Linked DNA regions of Oncorhynchus mykiss: region 1 is linked to region 2. The links are chromatin contacts, called in public Hi-C maps. All regions are on one chromosome and are shown on one strand. The core of a region is the stretch at or near the end of the contact, and the rest is flanking DNA. Distances in the headings are between cores, read along the strand shown. Region 1 overlaps LOC110508342 (muscleblind-like protein 1). Region 2 holds the start of LOC110508342 (muscleblind-like protein 1).

Region 1 (5,326 bases), core at 2,190-4,689, 84 kb before region 2:
GTTGGAGACTTATATCTCACTCACTAACTTTAAGCATCAGCTATCTGAGCAGCTTACTGATCACTGGAGCTGTACACAGCCCATCTATAAATAGCCCATCCAGCTACCTACCTCATCCCCATATTGTTTTTATTAACTTTTTTCTGCTCTTTTGCACACCAGTATTTCTACTTGCACATCCTCATCTGCACATATATCGCTCCAGTGTAAATTACTAAATTGTAATTACTTCGCCACTATTGGCCTATTTATTGCCTTACCTCCTTACTCCTTTTGCACACACTGTATACAGATTTTCTATTGTGTTATTGACTGTACTTTTGTTTATCCCATGTGTAACTCTGTGTTGTTGTTTTTTTGTTGCACTGCTTTGCTTTATCTTGGCCAGGTCGCAGTTGTAAATGAGAACTTGTTCTCAACTGGCCTACCTGGTTAAATAATGGTGAAATAAAATAAAAATTAAATCAAAGAGTTGGTCTGTTGGGAATCAGTGATGTCATCAGCCTCGTCCCTTGCTTGAGGAACAATAGAGGAGAAATAGAGAACAAAAGAGGAAAAGACCCCCCCACCCACACTTTTGCTATGTCATGACTTACCTGGACCACCTATTGAGAAGTGCCTTTTGTTAAGTAAATCAGGTGTTAAAAGAGGTGAAAAGGAGACTGGAGTGCCGCTTTCAGCTGACGACTGTGTGTGTTTCTGTGTGACTGTGCCAGTGTGTGTGTGATATGCTGGGAGCTGTTTATAGCCGCATGCCCCTAACCCTGTTTCACCCTAGGTCTGGGCTATGCCTGGCACTAACTAATTGTTCAGGGCTCTTTATTTCTGCTCTATCCTGTGGGACAAAAATGTCTGTGTGTGTTTCTTTGTGTGTGTGTGTCAGTGTGTGTGTGTGTCTTTATGCATACTTGAGCATGTGTGTGTGTGTCTGCATACGTGTGTTTGTTCAGGTCAGAAGAGGGACTCTGTGACGCTTTAAAAAAATATATATATATTTTACCAGGTAAGTTGACTAAGAACACATTCTCATATACAGCAACAACCTGGGGAATGGTTACAGGGGAGAGGAGGGGGATGAATGAGTCAATTGTAAGCTGGGGATGATTAGGTGACCATGATGGTATGAAGGACAGCTTGGGAATTGACACCGGGGTCAACACCCCTACTCTTACAAAAAGTGTCATGTGATCGTTAATGAACTCAGAGAGTCAGGACACCCATTTAACTTCCCATCCGAAAGACGGCACCCGACACAGGGCAATGTCCCCAATCACTACCCTGGGGCATTAGGATATTTTTTAGACCTGAAGAAAGAGTGCCTCCTACTGGCCGTCAACACCACCTGGTCTCCCATCCAGAGACTGACCAGGACCAACCCTGCTTAGCTTCAGAAGCAAGCCAGCAGTGGGATGCAGGGAGGTATGCTGCAGGGTGGTATGCTGCAGGGTGGTATGCTGCTGGCGCAGGGTGGTATGCTGCGGGGTGGTATGCTGCAGGGTGGTATGCTGCAGGGTGGATGCTGCTTGCGCAGGGTGGTATGCTGCAGGGTGGTATGCTGCTGGCGCAGGGTGGTATGCTGCAGGGTGGTATGCTGCTGGCGCAGGGTGGTATGCTGCAGGGTGGTATACTGCAGGGTGGTATGCTGCAGGGTGGTATGCTGCAGGGTGGTATGCTGCTGGCGCAGGGCGGTATGCTGCTGGCGCAGGGTGGTATGCTGCAGGGTGGTATGCTGCTGGCTGGAGGACTGCTATCCAGACATCCAGCTAGGCTACATGTCAGATAGGAGGTATAAATACATTTCACTCATATGATACATAGATATTGTATCACAGGGCAATATGAGGTCAAACTTCAAAGCGTCAGTGCCAAGAGATAATGAACTAGGAGAGATCGTTTTATGCTGTCTGCTAGGAATACACGCTGCCAAGAAGGAGGGGTCTGAGTCGCAGAAATCCTGATGGAGTGGGGTCAGAATAGTTCAAGTGTCACACACAGGCGTTCACACACACCGGGGACAGAGTAGTTCAAGTGTCACACACAGGCCTACACACACACTGGAGTCATGTTCATGTAACAGGTGGAACACACACTGGAGTCATGTTCATGTAACAGGTGACACACACACTGGAGTCATGTTCATGTAACAGGTGACACACACTGGAGTCATGTTCATGTAACAGGTGGAACACACACTGGAGTCATGTTCATGTAACAGGTGGCACACACTGGAGTCATGTTCATGTAACAGGTGGCACACACTGGAGTCATGTTCATGTAACAGGTGACACACACTGGAGTCATGTTCATGTAACAGGTGGCACACACTGGAGTCATGTTCATGTAACAGGTGGAACACACACTGGAGTCATGTTCATGTAACAGGTGGCACACACACTGGAGTCATGTTCATGTAACAGGTGGCACACACACTGGAGTCATGTTCATGTAACAGGTGGAACACACACTGGAGTCATGTTCATGTAACAGGTGGCACACACTGGAGTCATGTTCATGTAACAGGTGGAACACACTGGAGTCATGTTCATGTAACAGGTGGAACACACACTGGAGTCATGTTCATGTAACAGGTGGCACACACTGGAGTCATGTTCATGTAACAGGTGGAACACACACTGGAGTCATGTTCATGTAACAGGTGGCACACACTGGAGTCATGTTCATGTAACAGGTGGAACACACACTGGAGTCATGTTCATGTAACAGGTGACACACACTGGAGTCATGTTCATGTAACAGGTGGCACACACACATAGCCCTGTTCTTTACGACAGATATTTATTTACTGACATTCCACGGGCACAGCTGAGCCGACCGGCCGAGGTAGCAGGGTCCTCCCACTGGGGACACACTGGTTGAATCAACGTTGTTTCCACATAATTTTTATGAAATTACATTGAAACAACATGGAATAGGTGTTGAATTTACGTCAGTGCCCAGTGGGCACACTCAATCACAAATAGAGCTGCTGCCTGGGTGCTTCTCAATAGTCTAACATATTTGCCTCTCTTTGTTTCCTTTCCTCTATTCGCAATGACATGAAATACTTGGACAGGTCAAAGGAAGCAAATTCCTGGCGGGCATTCTCCATATTGCTTTCATCCTGGGTTTTCAGATCAGTGGAGAGGAAGGAAAGGAGATAAGGAGAGGAAACCACGTTGCACAATTGAGATGCACCCCCAGAAGTTTTGTTACTCAGATACAGGCAGGAAAAAGTGTCGTGCATAAGAGTGTTGTTGTGTCTGCGTCACAGCACACCACGTCAGTCACAACTACAACAGGAGACGTAACGCCTCGGGACAGTGTGTGGTGTGTGTGTGTGTGACAGTATCTATCACAAACAGAGGGACGTCTAGCCTACGCAGACATCTGACTTGTTGAGACTTGTGACTCAGAAATGTCAACAACTAGGTCAAATTTGATCTCATGATCCCTGCCTCAGCACTGCTGTGTGACTGACTGGCTGGTTTAAACACTGTTATTAAACCCTATCACTACATGTACTTAACCTAAATTGCTATAGATAATGGCTTAACGACTGGCATGTGAAATGTAGGTTAAATGGTAAATGGTTGAAAGAAGGCTTGGGCGACATACCGTTTTTACGGTATCTGGGTATCTCGAAATATGATTTTCAATATATATATTGTTATGGTGGGGGGGGGCTGCTACGGCACTGCTTATACCTAACTATAAGTTATTTATAACTATAAGAAATCTAAGATGTGTCAAATAAATCATATCTAGCTTAGGGCTCCAGCTATGCATTTGGTTTGTTAATTTGTTAACTAAGAGGCACGATGTCAAGATCAAGCTTCTTGGTTACAGAAGAGACATTCAATCCCCTCCTGGATGGCCACCAGGTTTGCACACATCTCAGGAGGGATTTTGTCCCACTACTCTTTGCAGATCTTCTCCAAGTCATTAAGGTTTCGAGGCTGACGTTTGGCAACTCGACCCTTCAGCTCCCTCCACATATTTTCTATGGGTTTAAGGTCTGGAGACTGGCTAGGCCACTCCAGGACCTTAATGTGCTCTTCTTGAGCCACTCCTTTGTTGTGTTTTGGGTCATTGTCATGCTGGAATACCCATATACAACCCATTTTCAATGCCCTTGCTGAGGGAAGGAGGTTCTCACCCAAGATTTGACGCTTTTGACATGCGTTTTCCTGGATTTTTTGTTGTTATTCTGTCTCTCACTGTTCAAATAAACCAACCATTAAAATGATAGACTGATAATTTCTTTGTCAGTAGGCAAATGTACAAAATCAGCAGGGGATCCAATACTTTTTTCCCTCACTGTATTTATACAGATAGCGCCCCTTGTGTGCACATTCACTAATACGTATACCCAGGTATGGTACAGAAACAGTATGAAAATCTGGATACCGCCTAACACTAGCTGAAAGACTCAACTTCTCTGTCATTCTAGTTAAATGATGCATGCAGGCAGAAGGGCTACTCTATGTGATGGTAACACATCACCAAGTTAACAGGAGTTATGATTGTAAACATGTTCAGAGAGGTCAAAAAGGAGAGGCCAAATTGAAATATCAATACAGTTCTTAGACTGAACTGATGGACTAACTGGCTAATGTACAAAAGCTGTGAGTCAGAAACTTGGAGAGAAACTACGCAGAGCTTGTTTTGAAAGAGGCTCTAGATCCATACAGAACTGTTCTGAAAAGATGTTCTAAATCTACAGAGATTTGCTCATCCAGAGGCGGCGCTCCTAGTGGCCAGGGACTTTAATGCATGGAAACTTAAATCTGTCTTAACTCATTTCCACCAGCATGTTAAATATACAACCAGAGGAAAAACACTCTGGACCACCTTTACTCCACACACAGAGATACACACAAAGCTCTCCCTAGCCCTCCATTTGGCAAAGCTGACCATAATTCTATCCTCCTGATTCCTGCTCACAAGCAAAAACTAAAGCAGGAAGTACCAGTGACTCACTCAATACGGAAGTGGTCAGATGAAGCAGATCTTAAGCTACAGGACTGTTATCCTAGCACAGACTGGAATATGTTCCCGGGATTCTTTGGATGGCATTGAGGAGTACACCACATCAATCACTGGCTACATCAATAAGTGCATCGATGACGTTGTCCCCACAGTGACCATACGCACATACCCAATCAGAGCTGCTGATTTCAAGAAGCGGGACTTTAACCCGGACGCTTATAAGAAATCCCGCTATGCCCTCAGACAAACCATCAAACAGGAAAATTGTCAATACAATACAAGATTGAATTGTACTACACCGATGTAAGACCTTCAAACAGGTCAATATTCACACCAG
Region 2 (4,689 bases), core at 54-2,553:
CCCAACAGCGCCTTCTGCCTGGCGAGCGGCCGAATCACACCATGGCCGATCCGACAAGCAGGTTGCCATGGCAATCTGCCCTTCTTATCTCATTTGCATCTTTTGCTTACATTATGTGCTGCCAAACATGGTAACGTTTAATAGTTTCTCCCCGCCATCCGCCAAATTTCTCTTTTTTCTTTCACCCCGCCCCCACCCCTCACTTCTTTTTTTCTCTCTCTCTCTCTCTCTCTCTCTCTCTCTCTCTCTCTCTCTCTCTCTCTCTCTCTCTCTCTCTCTCTCTCTCTCTCTCTCTCTCTCTCTCTCTCTCTCTCTCTCTCTCTCTCTCTCTCTCTCTCTCTCTCTCTCTCTCTCTCTCTCTCTCTCTCTCTCTCTCTCTCTCTCTCTCTCTCTCTCTCTCTCTCTCTCTCTCTCTCTCTCTCTCTCTCTCTCTCTCTCTCTCTCTCTCTCTCTCTGTGTGTGCGTGTGTGAAAAGAGGAAGTCACTCTGACATGTGACCAGTTTGCAGCATTACAGATAAGGAGTGAAACAATTCGAAACAGGAAGTTGGGTGTGGTAGTGGTTCTGTTTAGGGGCACAGAAACAGAAGGGGAGCTTAGGTCACCATATACCCCCCTCCCACATAGTGTGTATCAGGTGCACTGGCACAAGGTTTCCCTTACCCCAAGTTCCTGTTCAGAAGTGCATTTGTATATCAGACCTTCAGTGCCAAGCCCGTCAATCTGTCACAGTGGTAGAGACAGGAGACAGACTGGCCTTCTGAAGTCAATATTGAGAGGAGAGCAGCAGTCAGCACATCCCCACCTGCCGCCAATGGAGAGACAGAGAGAGCGAACGAGAGGACACAGACAGACAGAGGAAGAGAGAGCGAAAGAAAAAGAGAGAGAAAGAGATTTTTCTAAAAGTGCTATAGCTACTCGATTTGTGTCAACAGGACTTCTAGTTAATATTCAACCAACAAGTCAAATAAAATCTACATTCAAAATCTTATCAACCATGTTTACCTTGTTTACCTTGCTCAGGTCTGTGAACATCCGTTATCAATCGGCATCCCAAGAAAATCCCAAAACACCCTTTCAAAAGTACAACACTCCTCTATCCAGATACAACTGACCTACACTTAGCTCCTTCACAGGGACTGAGGTTCTTCAGGGACTCTCAGAGACACAGTAGCGCAGCAGGCAATAAGGGCCTCTGGTGCAGCCTTCCTTCCTTAGGTCTGCCTACAGGGCTCTGGGGAGTGGAAGTCAATGAGACAGCCTAATTTAGCCTGCTGCCTGCCTGCCTGCTACTTCTTACTGCTGCCAGGAACCCAATGTGAGACTCCTTCCCTTTTTAGGTTCCCTGGACGCTGCCGTCTGCAAGAGGCCACTGCCGCATTCCGAACGGGCTACGCCAAGAAAGAGAGGGAGAGGCAGACAGAGAGGGGGGGATAAGAGCATCTGCTAAATGACTAAAATGTAAAATGTAAAAGTCTTACAAACAGATCTCATATTACTGTATATATAACATTTTTTCCCCACATGTTATCTTTATATTGATGTCACAAATGTACCATTTGTACAGTTCTTTATTAAAAATGTTGTTATTTGTTACATTTCACTGTTCAAAACGACTTATTTCTCTGGAAGTGAGGCGGATATATAGCATTTTGAAATAAACATGATTATGACTATTTTTCTCTCTGAATTGAAACCATCATGTAATATATTTTAAACAAATACATGTCTCATTGAACAAACCCATGTGAAAAAGCATATCTCTTTCATAATTTCTTTCAACAATAAAAGCTCATTGACCATCATTTCTGAAAATGGATATAGTGTTTTGGAATGAAACTCTTCAGATGGAAAGAGAGAAAGAGAGAGAAAGTGGTGGTGAGAGAGATACTATAAAAGTTGCTAAAAAGGATGTTCGTTCAGGAGGAAGTCAATGCAGACATGTTGTTAATACCTGCCTATCCCCCATGAGTCAGCGGTAATAAATAGTGCAGCGGTACGTGCTTAATCAGTGATAACTAGGCTATATAAAAAATGTCACTATCCTGAAGTCGTTGTTATAGGTCAATACATTACTGTCACATAGGTGGTAAACCCCAGAAGGATAAAACAACAATAACAACAATCTGAGTTGAATGAGTTTCGAAAAATTCTGAGAATCTCATCAATGGGAAAACGTCAAACAGTGGTTAAAAAAAAGCCAACTTGAGGGAAATGTTGTAGTCGTAAGAACGATGATCCAATGTTTTCCCTATGAATCAGACTCTACGATGGTCAGGCCCAGTAAAAATAGCCTGTCTAATATCTCAGCACTAATTAGCTATTTATTTATTTTTATTTTACCTTTATTTAACCAGGTAGGCTAGTTGAGAACAAGTTCTCATTTACAACTGCGACCTGGCCAAGATAAAGCATAGCAGTGTGAACAGACAACACAGAGTTACACATGGAGTAAACAATAAACAAGTCAATAACACATTAGAAAAAAAAAAAAGAGTCTATATACATTGTGTGCAAAAGACAGGAGGAGGTAGGCAATAAATAGGCCATAGGAGTGAATAATTACAATTTAGCAGATTAACACTGGAGTGATAAATGATCAGATGAACATGTGCAGGTAGAGATACTGGTGTGCAAAAGAGCAGAAAAGTAAATAAAATAAAAACAGTACGGGGATGAGGTAGGTAAATTGGGTGGGCTATTTACCGATGGACTATGTACAGCTGCAGCGATTGGTTAGCTGCTCAGATAGCAGATGTTTAAAGTTGGTGAGGGAGATAAAAGTCTCCAACTTCAGCAAATTTTGCATTTCGTTCCAGTCGCAGGCAGCAGAGAACTGGAAGGAAAGGCGGACAAATGAGTTGTTGGCTTTAGGGATGATCAGTGAGATACGCCTGCTGGAGCGCGTGCTACGGGTGGGTTTTGCCATCGTGACCAGTGAACTGAGATAAGGCGGTGCTTTGCCTAGCATAGACTTGTAGATGACCTGGAGCCAGTGGGTCTGGCGACGAACATGTAGCAAGGGCAAGCTGACTTGAGCATACAGGTCGCAGTGGTGGAAGGTATAAGGTGCTTTAGTAACAAAACGGATGGCACTGTGATAAACTGCATCCAGTTTGCTGAGTAGAGTATTGGAAGCTATTTTGTAGATGACATCGCTGAAGTCGAGGATCGGTAGGATGGTCAGTTTTACTAGGGTAAGTTTTGCGGCGTGAGTGAAGGAGGCTTTGTTGCGAAATAGAAAGCCGACTCTAGATTTGATTTTGGATTGGAGATGTTTGATATGAGTCTGGAAGGAGAGTTTGCAGTCTAGCCAGACACCTAGGTACTTATAGATGTCCACATATTCTAGGTCGGAACCATCCAGGGTGGTGATGCTAGTCGGGCGTGCGGGTGCAGGCAGCGAACGGTTGAAAAGCATGCATTTGGTTTTACTAGCGTTTAAGAGCAGTTGGAGGCCACGGAAGGAGTGTTGTATGGCATTGAAGCTCGTTTGGAGGATAGATAGCACAGTGTCCAAGGAAGGGCCAGAAGTATACAGAATGGTGTCGTCTGCGTAGAGGTGGATCATGGAATCGCCCGCAGCAAGAGCAACATCATTGATATATACAGAGAAAAGAGTCGGCCCGAGAATTGAACCCTGTGGTACCCCCATAGAGACTGCCAGAGGACCGGACCACATGCCCTCCGATTTGACAGACTGAACTCTGTCTGCAAAGTAGTTGGTGAACCAGGCAAGGCAGTCATTGGAAAAACCGAGGCTACTGAGTCTGCCGATAAGAATATGGTGATTGACAGAGTCGAAAGCCTTGGCCAGGTCGATGAAGACAGCTACACAGTACTGTCTTTTATCGATGGCGGTTATGATATCGTTTAGTACCTTGAGCGTGGCTGAGGTGCACCCGTGAGCTATGAGCTATGAGAAATAGGCTGATCTGCGATGTTATTCTTGCCATGTCATATTATGAAACTACAGTATCAGGGTTCTAGACTAATTCTTTTTCACTTTTTCAGCTGATTGCACATATGATCTGGTCACATTTTTTATTTGACAATTTTGTTTTACCTAACCATTCATACAATCAATTATAAAACAATCACACAATCAATATGACATTGTTTTTATCCATATAACAACATAATGGTTATCATTTATTTGAATAGTAAATCTCTGTTGATAAACTTGGTGAATAAAGATGCAGGTCTATTCACAATACAGGTGAATTGTATTCAGTAGGAATGTGTGTATGCATTGAGTTATTAAGCTTGTTTTCAAATCAAATCAAATGTATTGGTCACAAACGTGTTTAGCAGATGTTATTGCGGGTGTAGCGAAATGCTTGTGCTTCTTGCTCCGACAGTGTAGTAATATCTAACATTTTCACAACATGTACCCAAAATACGGAGTTGCAAAGAAAAAGCCATGCCTCTGTCCAGTGTCTGTGTTCTTTTGCCCATCTTGATCTTTTATTGGCCAGTCTGAGATGTGGCTTTTTCATTGCAACTCTGCCGAAAAGGCCATCATCCCTGAGTCGCCTCTTCACTGTTGACGTTGAGACTGGTGTTTTGTGGGTACTATTTAATGAAGCTACCAGTTGAGGCCTTGTGAGGCTTCTGTTTCTCAAACTAGACAGTTCAGTCAGTTTGAACAGTAGTGTAGATTTATGATTGGACTGTTTCTCAAACTAGA

What was found. A called contact is a pair of places that touch in the nucleus more often than the background predicts.
Region 1: a contact with region 2 is called in a Hi-C map of liver, with 3 times the contacts expected there. The contact joins the enhancer-like site here to the promoter of LOC110508342 in region 2. A contact is called at or near these places in 3 of 3 Hi-C or Micro-C datasets (blood and liver).

Annotation. Positions count from the first base shown.
Region 1 is chr28:2,605,279-2,610,604 of USDA_OmykA_1.1, reverse strand. All of the region lies in intron 3 of LOC110508342 (muscleblind-like protein 1), which reads right to left. Among protein-coding and RNA genes, the nearest start is that of LOC110508344, 48 kb to the left of the region's middle. Within about 2 kb of position 3,439, at least 4 of the 11 cell types and tissues checked have an H3K27ac peak or open chromatin away from gene starts, as enhancers often do. A contact at or near this core is called in liver, where this site is marked.
Region 2 is chr28:2,519,448-2,524,136 of USDA_OmykA_1.1, reverse strand. It overlaps LOC110508342 (muscleblind-like protein 1), which reads right to left and starts at 1,303. Exons shown (of 14, transcript XM_036967000.1): 1 at 1,014-1,303; 2 at 663-804.